3 separate regions of the Mus musculus genome follow, and all the other regions are linked to region 3. A link is a contact called in public HiCAR-type data. All regions are on one chromosome and are shown on one strand. Each heading gives the region's core, a stretch centred on a gene start, on an enhancer-like site or on the middle of the called end of the contact. The rest is flanking DNA. Distances are from core to core; before and after follow the strand shown.

Evidence for each region. HiCAR-type assays count read pairs that join an accessible place to other places.
Region 1: a HiCAR-type map of astrocytes shows a contact between it and region 3, with 9 times the contacts expected there. The contact joins the promoter of Fbxl4 here to the enhancer-like site in region 3. A contact is called at or near these places in 14 of 39 promoter capture datasets (the 3T3-L1 cell line, 3T3-L1-derived adipocytes, the C10 cell line and 8 more) and 1 of 115 datasets of contacts at active chromatin or transcription factors (astrocytes).
Region 2: a contact with region 3 is called in a HiCAR-type map of astrocytes, with 4 times the contacts expected there. The contact joins the promoter of Usp45 here to the enhancer-like site in region 3. A contact is called at or near these places in 5 of 39 promoter capture datasets (cranial neural crest, embryonic stem cells, hippocampal neurons and 2 more) and 1 of 115 datasets of contacts at active chromatin or transcription factors (astrocytes).

What each region holds. Positions count from the first base shown.
Region 1 is chr4:22,356,269-22,360,201 of GRCm38.p6, reverse strand. It overlaps Fbxl4 (F-box and leucine-rich repeat protein 4), which reads right to left and starts at 2,659. Exons shown (of 9, transcript NM_172988.4): 1 at 2,521-2,659.
Region 2 is chr4:21,773,635-21,777,604 of GRCm38.p6, reverse strand. It overlaps Usp45 (ubiquitin specific petidase 45), which reads right to left and starts at 1,335. Exons shown (of 18, transcript NM_152825.2): 1 at 1,288-1,335.
Region 3 is chr4:24,542,535-24,546,880 of GRCm38.p6, reverse strand. All of the region lies in intron 13 of Mms22l (MMS22-like, DNA repair protein), which reads right to left. Among named protein-coding and RNA genes, the nearest start is that of Mms22l, 48 kb to the right of the region's middle. Within about 2 kb of position 2,135, at least 49 of the 459 cell types and tissues checked have an H3K27ac peak or open chromatin away from gene starts, as enhancers often do. A contact at or near this core is called in astrocytes and hippocampal neurons, where this site is marked.

The sequences.
Region 1 (3,933 bases), core at 1,410-3,909, 2.2 Mb after region 3:
TACGTACTCATAAGGGAAGTACTTAATGGCTGGCTTCTCTTTGGCGTGCTTGGACTTCTGAAGTCAGTACTCTTGATCCAAATTTGGCAACATTAAATTAAAAAAAAAAAAAGTTGCTTGAACACAGTTGATCTGACAGCCAGGTCTGTTACTTACTATGTAATGGGCATATGGACTAGACATACGTATACATGGACATATGTAGCTGGAGTAGAAAAAGATAGAGTTCACAGATCAGGAAGGGATGCACTTTCATCACACTACTCAGAATAGCACAGGATTTAAAAACTTACAAACTATTTACCCTTGGAATTTTCCACTTAATATCTTCAAACTAAGACTAACTGACACCAAGCAAAGAGACATAAGAAATAAGAAACAGCTATTCACATGCAGAAATGGCCTAGTAATTTCACATACAATAGAAATAAATGTGTAGTGTTCTAAATACTAAGAGAGAATTGGCTCAGTATTAGGTTGCTCCTAAAATAATGAGCCAAAAAAGCCTTTGAAAGGTAAGATGGCATGTGCATCTATGTAAAGACACATTCACCAGTGATGACTACTAAGTAGAAGCTGCAGAAAGCTATACCACACACTATATGAAACACACGTATACACATTTCTATCTGGAAAGAGCAAAGTACTAAGCAGTGATTATTATTTACACATCTACTACATCAGCACAGGAATTTGATTCTGTTTGTGATACCTTGTTGGAATGGTGAAACTCAAAGGGATATCTGAGAGCTTGAGCATTGAGCTTGCCTGGGCTGAAAGCAGGTATAGAATGTTGTTATGTTATCACTGATAACGGCCAACAGGACACTGCACACACGAAGAGAAGATCCCAAGTCAACAGACGTGCGACTGGGAATCAGTTTCTATGTGGAACAACTCGACAGGGTAAACGGGGTGAGCAAAAAGACAGCTTATTTAAGAATTTGGCCATTAATTCACCTGACCAAAGGAAAGGCAAATTTACAAATTTCAAAAACTGGCAAGGCATTTTAGAGGGAGGGGCGAGACACAAGGGAATTCAACTCAGTGCAGTTCTTCATACCTTTAGCCCCATCTCTCAGGGGCCAGGGCCAACAAGACCTCTAAGAGAGCCCAGCCAAGGCTACATTGAGAGCTCTACCTCAACACTCAAACACAAAAGGAATCCAACCTGCCCTCAACTAAATGTTCATTACAAAAATATCCACTGATGTTCATGATATGTCAGACAAGGTTTGAATCGCCACACACTGTAAAGCTGGAGAAACAAGAGCAGCATGGCATTACCACAGGAAGTAGGTCACTGCTAGCAGTTCAGAAGGTCTCAAGAATACACGGGCGCCAAGTGTTCACCATATACCAGCACTTGACAGGAAGAAAAAGAACAGAACTCGACAAATTGGGATGAAGTCATTGGCCAGTAATAACCAAGAAGGCACAGCATTATTTATCTCACACCAAAGTTGAGTAAGACAACAAACCATGGGGCACGTGCACGGAGGGGGGTGGGGGTTAGTCACAATCCATATTATGAAAGACCCAAGAGGACTCCAAACTTAGAACAGCGAAGACGGCAAATAGTAACGCTTCCAAGCTGAGAAGACTGGGCAGTGGCTTGGTAAAGATTCGACGACCATATTTGAAAGCAAAACATCAGCTGTAAACAACACTGTAAGACAGCAGCAACAGGACCACAAACAACCAGGTCTTAGGCCCTGACCTCTCTGACTTTGAAAACAAAGACGGAATAGGGTTCAAAAGAGCCAAAACGTGGGACAGGAATTTTTCAAATTGGTACGCAAGTCTGGAAATAATGGAATTCAATGACTACTCAAGACTGTCTAATTCTTAGCGCCACTAGATGAGACTTCACTTCCACCCAAGACTTACTCCAAGACAGAGGAGTGCGAGGGACCCTGTACTCATTAATCGTGTAGGACGAGAGAGTGGGCAAGATAAGCAGTGTGCCTGCCTTAGGATCTCCTCAGAGTGTGCGCAGGAAGCAGAGGGAGCAGGTGGCTCCCAACAGAGCAGACCAGTGGGCCACAGCCAGCTAACTTCCTGACCCTTTGTGGATTACAAGTAGAACTGACTGCTGACAGCTCTGGGACTAAGAGCACTTGGGAAGCCGATGAAATGCAGAACCAACCCCATCGCCAAACATAGTTGACAAGTGGCTGGGCCCACCCCAGACGATGGAAAGAAGGCTGCAGCCTGGCATCTCCTGGCTCGAGCCTGCCTGGACAGAAACCTTCCCGCGTGAGAGGGAAGTCAGGGCTGCGCAGCCTGCAGGCCCAGCGTCCGCAGCTCGCCGTGAGCGTGCCAGGCCCAAGAGAGCCGCGACAGGAGGCGGCGGCACCCACGTCCGGTCTCCGCCAGCACAGCGGCGCAGCACCATAGGCACGCGTGGGCCCAGAGCCTCCGCCCCGCGCTCCCCAGAGTGGCGCGCGCCCGGCCCCGCCCACGCCGAGGGGGGAACGTCGAGACCTTGAAGAGGGAGGAAGGAAGAAAGCGCCGTACCCTGCAGGGTCCGGAACTGGGCGAACAGAGCTTCGCCGCAAGCCCGCAGCGTGGGCAGCAGGAGACGGCTCCCAGTATCCCGTGCTGCTGCCGCGGCGGCGGGCCCGGCCCAGCGCGACCCGGAAGGAAGACCGAGGCCGGGAGGCGGGGCGGGGCCGGAGGCGGGGCGGGGCCTGGCGAAGGGCGGGGCCAGGGTCGGGCTGGCTGCTGCCGGATTGCCCTGGTTGTTTGAGCTGATTAGCCAGGCCAGTGGTGCTTTAGAAATGGCCTGTTTGCTCGGGGACTGGCAGCGGGTTGCAGAACCTTTACGCTACTCATCCTGCCAAAGATAGCCCTCCAGAAGTAATGTAGTTCTGCTGGAGCTTCTTCGGACTTGGTGACTCAACCCAAGTATTATGCAAAAAAGCACTTCAGCACAGGAGCACTAGAAAGAGAACTTCTAGAGCAGTAAAAGTTCTCAGCAGGCACAATCCACCAATTAATATACAAATTCTTCAGCCCTCAGAAACAAACCTTCCCTGCAGGCGCATATTCACCTGACCACCTGTGATGAAGATGCTGTCACGGGTCTCCCTTAAGTCTCCATTTCTTTTCAAATGAACCTTTCTTCAGTTGTCGTTACATCTGTCTTTCCACAAGGTTTCCATTAATAAAAAAAAACTTTAAGATTTATTTTAATTTTTTATTAATCTGTGTGTGTGTGTGTGTGTGTGTGTGTGTGCTGTTCATGCGCACACATGTGTTCAGGTGCCATTGAAGGCAGAAGAGATCAGATATCCTGGAGCTGAAATTACAGGCATTTGTGAGCTGTCAGAAGTGGATTCTGGGAACCAAACAGGGTCTCTGAAAGAGCTGTCTCTCCAGCCCTATTTATGGGAAACTCAATAATATGCTGAACCACTCATGATTTCCAATTTTCTCTTGAAGAAGCAAAATAGAAAGAATACTTGTTAATTTTATGTTACTTTCTTTTCCATCGCTGTAACAAAACATCACAGCCAAAACAATGAGACTTGGGATTCCAGATGGTTAAGAATCACTTACATACCCGGAGCACTGCAGCAAGCACCAGGTATGGTGGCACAAACAACTAAGAGCTCACATCTCCAACTGCAAACAACGAAGTACAAAGAACCAACTCGAAACAGGTAAGTCTTTGATCTGTCAAAGCCAGGCCCAATGACTGACTTCCATCAGCAAAGCCATACCTCCTCCACCTCCCCAAACAGACCAACTAGGAACCACATATTGAAAGGCCCCAGCATATAAAAGTATCTCATCCAGACCACCACATGAAGTGAAACAATTATGCTATGCTGTGTAATCTACACAAAAGTGAAATTTTAATCAAAAACTTCAAACTCAATTTCCATCTTCCATTCTTAACTGTGACACTATCTGGTGAGCTAGGTT
Region 2 (3,970 bases), core at 86-2,585, 2.8 Mb after region 3:
ACATGGTTGTATATTTCATGGTACATTCTATGAACACTCAACCCGACTAGACTGGAAAAGGGTACTTTGCCCATAACTTCCATAAAGTCTCTCTCTTCAGGTGGGTAAGACAAGGACTAAGCAGCAACATGAATCTGGGTTCAGGGGAACCCATTAGAGACTTGGAGCACAGAAACTGTATGGTAACTGGTCATTTTGGCATGAAACATAATGCTGAGTATAGAACAATTACTACTACATCAGAACATGCCCAAACTCCAAGTTTTAAGATGCCAAACAAGGGCCAATGTTGCAGGCAGAGCCATCAAAGGACAGAAGTTTCAGGCCTGACTTCACCACAAACATGTTCTGGCTTTTTCTTTCTTTCTTTTTTTTTTTTTTTTTTGAGGTTTTGCAAACATCAAACGTTACAGCTTTCTTTTAAAACATAAATCTATTGATGTATTTTATATGTATGGCTGTGCACGTGTTTAGTGTTTCGATTTGCATTAGTGAGGTCAGAGTAGCTTCTCTCTTTCACCTCGTGGGTCCAGGAGATTGAACCATCAGGTTTGGCGACCTGCTGAGACGTCAACTTCAGCTTTTAATTTAAATATTATCTAGCACTTGCGTTACCTCTAACAAAGGATGTACGGCTAACGCAATTAATATCACACTTTTCAACTGGCTACAAGCTTCCCTTGTCAAATTGGTTTTTGTTTTGATTTTTTTTTAAGTTTTGGGCTGCTATTCTCCAGCGTGAGAAGAGGAAATGCAAACATCTTCCTTTTAGATACCCGGGCTCAAAACACTCAATTCTATGAACCTCTTACAAGCACTTTGAGATACGTCACTATCATCATCCTTAATTTACACTTGGAACTGGATAGAGGTAAAGTGACTTGCAGAAGTCCGGGAGCCGGACGTGGGCTCAGGTATAGGATCGACCCCTAACCTAATATTTGGCGTCGCCAAAAAGCTGTGTCTAGGCTCTTCGTCAGGCCATGAATGCACCCCAAGTTAGCAGAGCGGGATGTGCTGCGAGGGGAGACCCCGAGGGGACAAGCGGACGCTGCATGCCCGGGTCACCAAAAAGACGAGACTCGGCCTGGCTCCCTCCCCGACCCCGGCTCTTCCCCCCTGCCGCCAGCACTCGGCCCGGGAGGCCGCCTGGTGCCTTTGTGAATCTGGACGCGAGGGTAGGCTAGGAAACCTCTCTTTCTAGGCTGGTTGACGTACAGGAAGGTCTCGTCGCCCAAGCGAAGACACAGTGGTTACAGTGACCCCAAAGCCTGGGCCCCAACTCACCCCGCCCGCCGGGCCGCAGCTTCCACACGCAGGAGCTTCTGCGCCTGTGCAGAGGGGAACCCGGAGAAGGCGGGGCTTGGCGTCCTGGGCGGGGGCGAGGGCGGGGTCTGGTGTTCTGGGTGGGCCGAAGGCGGGACTTTGAGTCCAGACCCAGATCTGGGTTTTCCTTTGGCGGCTTGGAGGTTGGAGCATGGTGGAGGAGTGTAGATGGGATGAGGGGATGGCGCCCTGCAGCCAACTGATTACAGTGCCAGCCACGGGGCCTGGATGCAGGCGCTGGCTTTAGTGAGCTGCGTCCCACTTGCTGGGTGCCTTTTAAGACAGCTTCCCTTGTTCCATCACCCAACTCGGAACCTAAAGTCGCATCTGAGATTCACTCTATATGATTTTAACGTTTTATTTCACGTGGTTCTCACTTCTGAACTAGATTGTACATCACACCTGTAATTCTGCTCAATCCGATCATCTGTTACAACAATGTACACCTTGCTTTTGAGTAAAAACAGTTGGTTTGAAATTTTGTTGTGGGGCTGGAGAGATGACTCAGTGGTTAAGAACACTGACTACTCATCCTGAGATCCTCAGTTCAATTCCCAGCAACCACATGGTGTCTCAGAACCATCTGTAATGGGATCCGATACCCTCTTCCTGTTACAAAAAATAAAAAAATTTAAAAAACAAAAAATAATTTCTTGCAAGCACTAGTTGATGAGCCACAGTCTTTCACAAGGGACAAGTTGTGACCTAATGGATCGTGTGCTGGGGTTGGAGTTTAAAAGAGTTCAGTTAAGAACCAAAAGCTGACTGGGTTTGTTGTTGTGGTTTGTTGTTTCCACTTTTTTTTTTTTTTTTAACTTAAAAATCTAATTCATTTCCATGGGGAAACTTGGCAAAGGAGAGAACTCTTCCTTTATGTTGTTTATAGGAACCATTCATTAGACAAATGCAGTGGAATACAAGCATGCTGGTCAAGATACTAGGTATGGGGTACATAATTGTCTTTTAGAAGGTCATTTTCTTCCAGGGAAAAAAAGAAATGCTGCATCTGTAAGAACAGTTTGGGTTATGATATAATTCCAAAGTCTATATACAAATTTCAAATTTGTCTGTATAAATATCAAGTTTCATATGTTAGTATTGAATTTGAAATAGACTATGTAAAAGATGCAAAAATTTGCATCCTAAATTGTGTCAGGTTTTTGTTTTTTGTTTTTTTCTGGTTTTTCTTTCTTTTTTTTTTTATTAGATCTTTTCTTTATATATATTTCAAATTTCAAATGCTATCCGGAAAGTTCCCTATACCCCCCACCCCGCCCTGCTCCTCTACCCACCCACTCCCACTTCTTGGCCCTGGCATACCATTGTACTGGGGCATATAAAGTTTGCAATACCAAGGGGCCTCTATTCCCAGTGATGGCCGACTAGGTCATCTTCTGCTACATATGCAGCTAGAGACATGAGCTCTGGGGGTACTGTTTAGTTGATATTGTTGTTCCACCTATAGGGTTGCAGACCCCTTCAGCTCCTTTGGTGCTTTCTCTAGCTTCTCCACTGGGGCCCCTGTGTTCCTTCTTATAGATGACTGTGGGTTTCTCTGTATAGCCCTGGCTGTCTTGGAACTCACTCTGTAGACCAGGCTGGCCTCAAACGCAGAAATCCACCTGCCTCTGCCTCCTAAGTGCAGGGATTAAAGGCATGCACCACCATTGCCCAGCCTAAATTGTGTCAGAAATAGGTCTTTTTAAAAAGTATATATTAAAACTCATGGAAAAAATAACAGAAGAAAAGAAATTTTTTTTTAATTTTTAAAAATAGAAAACAAAAGACTCAACTTACAGTTAAAGGAAAAAGGGCAGAATTTTAAAATTAAAATTTAGATTCTCTTAATAAAAAGAAATTCAAGAATTCATCAATTAATCCCTCAATATTTAAGTTTGTCTTAGAATTGAGTCCTGTGGCTACCATGATATCTAACAGATATGCCCTTAGACTGATCAAAATCTTTAGAGACTGAAACCCCCATTCAAACTTGGAGGTTTGCAGAAAAATGAATGGAACTAGAGATCATGTTAAGTATCAAACAAAAAAAAAAGACAAATAAAATGTTATTCTCATTTCATTTCTATTACTGCGGTAAAATGCCACAGCAACAAGCAATCTCTGAGGAAGCAAGTCCGTCATATTGGGAAGTCAAAGAAGCAGGAACTCAAGACTATAATTATCATACTATAAGAAATAGCAAATATAAATCCTTTGTTTCAAATACTATAAAACTTGTGTTTAAGATACACAATTCACATCTTTTTACCCTATGCCCTTGAAAAACTATATTCAAATCTTTTTAAAAACTGTTTTCAGATGTGGTGTGGCTCAGCCCTTAGCACACATCTTTAATCCCTCTGAGTAGAATACAGACATCCCCTTAGTAAAATTGGTTTGTAGACGGAAGCACCCATGTTTGAAAGTGATGGCTAGAAAAGAGGCAAACAAAGAGCTGACTCAGAGAAAGATTCTACAGAATAGAATATGCCCAACTCTTATGGAAATAGAGAGAAAAAGAGAGGCTACTTAAGAGAGACCCGTGAAGATAGAGAAAAGGGAAGGAGGCATTTTTATGTTTTACTGAGAGAGTTTCACTGAGACAGGTTTCAGAGAGAGAACAAACTAGACATGGGTGAAGACA
Region 3 (4,346 bases), core at 886-3,385:
TAAAGAAAAACAAGCCATGAATTTGAAAGGAGTGAGAATACATAGAATGTGTTGAAAGGAGAGGAATTAACTGTATTTTAATTTAAATTTTAAAACTTTAAGCAATAAAAAAATTGAAGTTACATTAAAAACTATTTTATATGCCAGCTATAGAAAGAAAGAAAAATAAAACCAAGAAAATAGTTGGGCACATTAATAACAGGTAAAGAAACAAAAATTAACACTTGGAAATACTAATTTACTCAATCTTTTAGTCACTGCACCACATATTTAAAAGCCTGCCACCTCTACTATTGCAGTTTTCTTCTTATAAACAAACTAAAAGATTAATTTAAGTTTTTCCTTTATGCTTTCTATGTAGTAATAAAAATTATAAGATGTATATAGCTATATAAGCATATACATAAGCCTTGAGTTTAATTAAATTGTGGCTCCCAGTAATATTTTAAAGGTACACATAAGGTCCTATATTTTAAAATATGTTAGGAAAAAAAAAAAAAACTTCCCCAAACAAAGTCAGTGAATGTCAAAGTCTTATCTGCAATGCTTTATGAATGACACCCCGGGAGTGACATAGTAACTACACAGTAGAAAGAGCATGCCTAGATACAAAATACTTTCCACACACCTTTGCATCTTTATTTGGAAAATCAAACAAAGCATTAACTTTCACAAAAAGCAATGGGCTCTTCTCGTTCATCCTCAACCCCCCCCCATGTCCTCTCCCTACAGCATGTAATATGATTCTCCATCCCTTTCAAATTCATGGCCTCATTTTTCTGTAATATTGCTACATGCAGATTTAAACACATAAATACACAAATAACACCAGGTTTGTCTGTTTAGTGGTGCTTGTAAGTACATGATTTCAGGGCTATACACATACCCGCACGGATATGCAGGTCCGAGTGCGTGTGCGCGTGCGCGCACGCACGCTCACACACAATAATTATGATACCAAAAAATGCCATTGATATTAGAAGCTGTCAATGGTCGTGTATATTTAAAAGCCACTAATTTGGTTATATTTGATCTAGTTGGGTTAAAATGCAAATGAACTAGAAAAGTATGATAGCCTCCAACAAAACAGGGAGAGTAACTCCTATGTGACAGGTAGCTTTTCCAGTTTAGTCTCAGTTTCCTGGATCAATACACGAAACTTGAGTCTGATAATGATGTTTTTTTAAGTCACACCTGAAGAAGTAAAGTTAAAGAAGGCAGCACTGTATGAGATTTTGATGGTTTTGCTGTTTAGACCATTTGGCTTATAGAAGAGGCATTTGTCTTCTGTACCGTCCCTTCCTAAGAGATAAATTTATGCATCATACGCTACATAATCAGAGGATTTTTTTTTTTTTTACTTTGAATCCTTATCAGGTATATTTCAAACTGAGTTAATGCTGTGCTTAGTACTCTGTAAGATTCCAAGGATTATTTGTTAGTAAAGTGCTGTTATTGATAAAAAATACAAAATCAACCCACCCACCCCAGGTCTCCTGAAAGAACAATATTTTAGGGTGAATGCAAGAGGGATTTCTGCCCTATATTTTGAGTACTTTCCTTTTATAAACCCTTGATTCACTAGACTACTCTAGAACAACCAATTTCCCCAGGTTGATGCTTTTACTGTATCCAGTAGACTTTAAGTCTCCTCTCCACCCCGTTTTTGATACTCTTCTACTAGCAGCTTTTTACCACCTTAAAAAGCACACCAGCAGATTTCTGAAAATCAGGAGTGGAAGCTTTCTCTTCATTATACTGTCCTGGTTTCCAGGAAAACTGCCAGTAGGAGGCAGCAATGCCTGCCTGTGGCAACAGCAGTGGCTCTGCTCTGCACAGTAGTTAGCTGCTCGCTTCATTCTTCTGTCATTATATAAGCAAGATGACACTGTTCTCTAATCCAGCCAAAGCTGATAAGTACCATCAACCTGTCACTTCCTACATTTCAAATTCTAACATCACAGCATCAAAGAGTTTTTACATTTCGATTTCTTTTGCTGGCAGCAGCCGGTAGCCTCTCATTCTCCCACGGTGTTCTAATGCTGCATTTGCACACCGGGGTTACTCCCAGACTGAATAGCAGGTCATCCCCTGCTCACTGAGCTCATCTGTGGCCCATGTGCTAGGCAATTTAGATCCAATCAGCCCTTATTTAGCTCAAGAGTAATGAGCAGCATAGTGACACAGACTTAAGCCTGACCCTCAGGACACTGCTCATCAAGCAGTAAAACTGTGACAAAATCATTCATCTTCCACCCGCTGGCAAGAAATAATACTCGCACTCACTGTATTACTTTTCAAGATAAAAAAAAAAAAGTCCTGAATTTTCATGATGTGAGACATTAATTTGCAGAAAGCTGAATTCCCTTAAACCCCCCTGTTGCTATGAGCTCACCAGGGGGAAATAGGCCTTAGGAGACTGAAATGGAATAAAGAAAATTGCTCCAGCTTTCTTTTCATTTTAAATAAGCCTTAAATCTGACAAGAGACATCCTAAAGAGAGAAAAATATGTATCTTGTAAGGTAAGGAAGAAACAATTGAAATTAAGAGTTTCAAATGCTAGTTTCACTCCCTACTTGTTCTCAATTTTGCTAAAATGTTAATAAATAAAATTTAAGAGAGCAACTACTCATTCTTCTTTACCAGGAAGACAACAAAGATAAGGATATTCCTTATAAACAATATGGTGGCAAAAGTAACCCAATATGCCAGAATAAAATGTGTGCTTGTATGTTCTCTGTAAAATACGTGTTAAAGACCACAGCTTTGGAGTGATAAAAGAACACAGTAAGCCCAGCCAGGTAGATCTCAAGCTACAACGAATTTAGGTTTTTTTCTGTTATTTATAGTGCCTTCTGCGTCTCTATTAATCCAAAAACAATTCTGGGGATAATGAAGAGATTGGCTTCCTTCCCACTCTGATATCACACCAGCCCATCAGTGAAAACAACGTATGTGTGGGCCTTAAATTTTTCTGACTTCCAGGGAGTACTTCCCTTGTAGAACCAAGTCACAATGCCAGTGTATCTCACTGAATTTCTCTGGGTTTAGTTCATTTAATAAAGTCACAATTGTAGAAGAGTTAACTTTAGCAAACCTGTCACACAAAAGCGACTCATGTGTATTGTGACAACATGTCTTTTAATAATTAGCCTGACATGGTGCTGTGTAAGCAAACTGTAGATAGCTTCGCACAAGCTCATTACTGAGTTTCACCTAATGTTTCAAGGATCTGCGAGGTCTAAAGTTTAGAGTGAACCTTGAGTTCAGGCAAATAACACAGCAATGCTGTCACCTCACCTCAGCATCTTCTAATGTATTACCACTGACTAAGGTAACAAATTCCAGGGTACAGAAAGTAGTCACAGCATTCTCCTCCCTCCACAACTGAGCAGAAACAAAGTGACTTCTTTCCAGGAAGCACTCTGCTCCTGTCCCATAATGCTCTCAATCTCACATCACTGTTCTTTCAATACCCGTTCTTTTCTCTTTTTCCTTTGCTACCATGAAAAGTAGATTTTCTATATTCCACCCCACTTCCCCCATCATAATTTTGGTAACTTTAAACTTTTGTCAGTAACTACACAGCAAAAAAACAACAAACCAAAAACCTTATAAGGTTAACTTCTTGATTTCCTGAATAGATAATCTTGAAAATATAAATCTAAAGTCCCATTTACAAAACTTTACAAAACTGTAATGAACTAGGAACTGGACTTAATATGAAATGTAACATACTATAACTGAATTTACTTTTCAAAGATGAAGAAGCTCAAGAACCCTCTTACCCAAACTGCTTCCCTAGTCAAGTATTAGAATAGTCTGATAATATTTATTTACTTGGAAAACAAAATAAAAATTGCCACAAACAACTCAGTTACATACAATAAACATGGTGAGCTTTACTTTTCAATATCACCAAAACTCTCAGTTAATTAGAAAAAATGTGTTTCTAAATCTTCTGGAGGTCATTTTAATCAAAGATGCTTAAGAGGCAAGAAGCAGAATGAATTTGAGATTTCTGCCTTAAATTTACAGGGTAACTACATAAGCACTACTTTCTCCTTTCCTGTATATATTGACAAGATCTGCTGTATAAAGAGAAAACAATGAGAAATACAAACCATTACCTATTAAAATAGTGACTAAAATAACAGAATACAAAATGGCTATGACTTAAAAATACCTAAGTTTCTTTTTCCTATCAGTCTATCATTGATATTATACACATATGCACAAATATTAAGAAGATTTCATTTGAACAGATCACACATGTCTACTTTACTGAACACGAATTTGTTAAATAAAAACTTTATGCATTAATATGCATCCTCTGTGGAAAAAA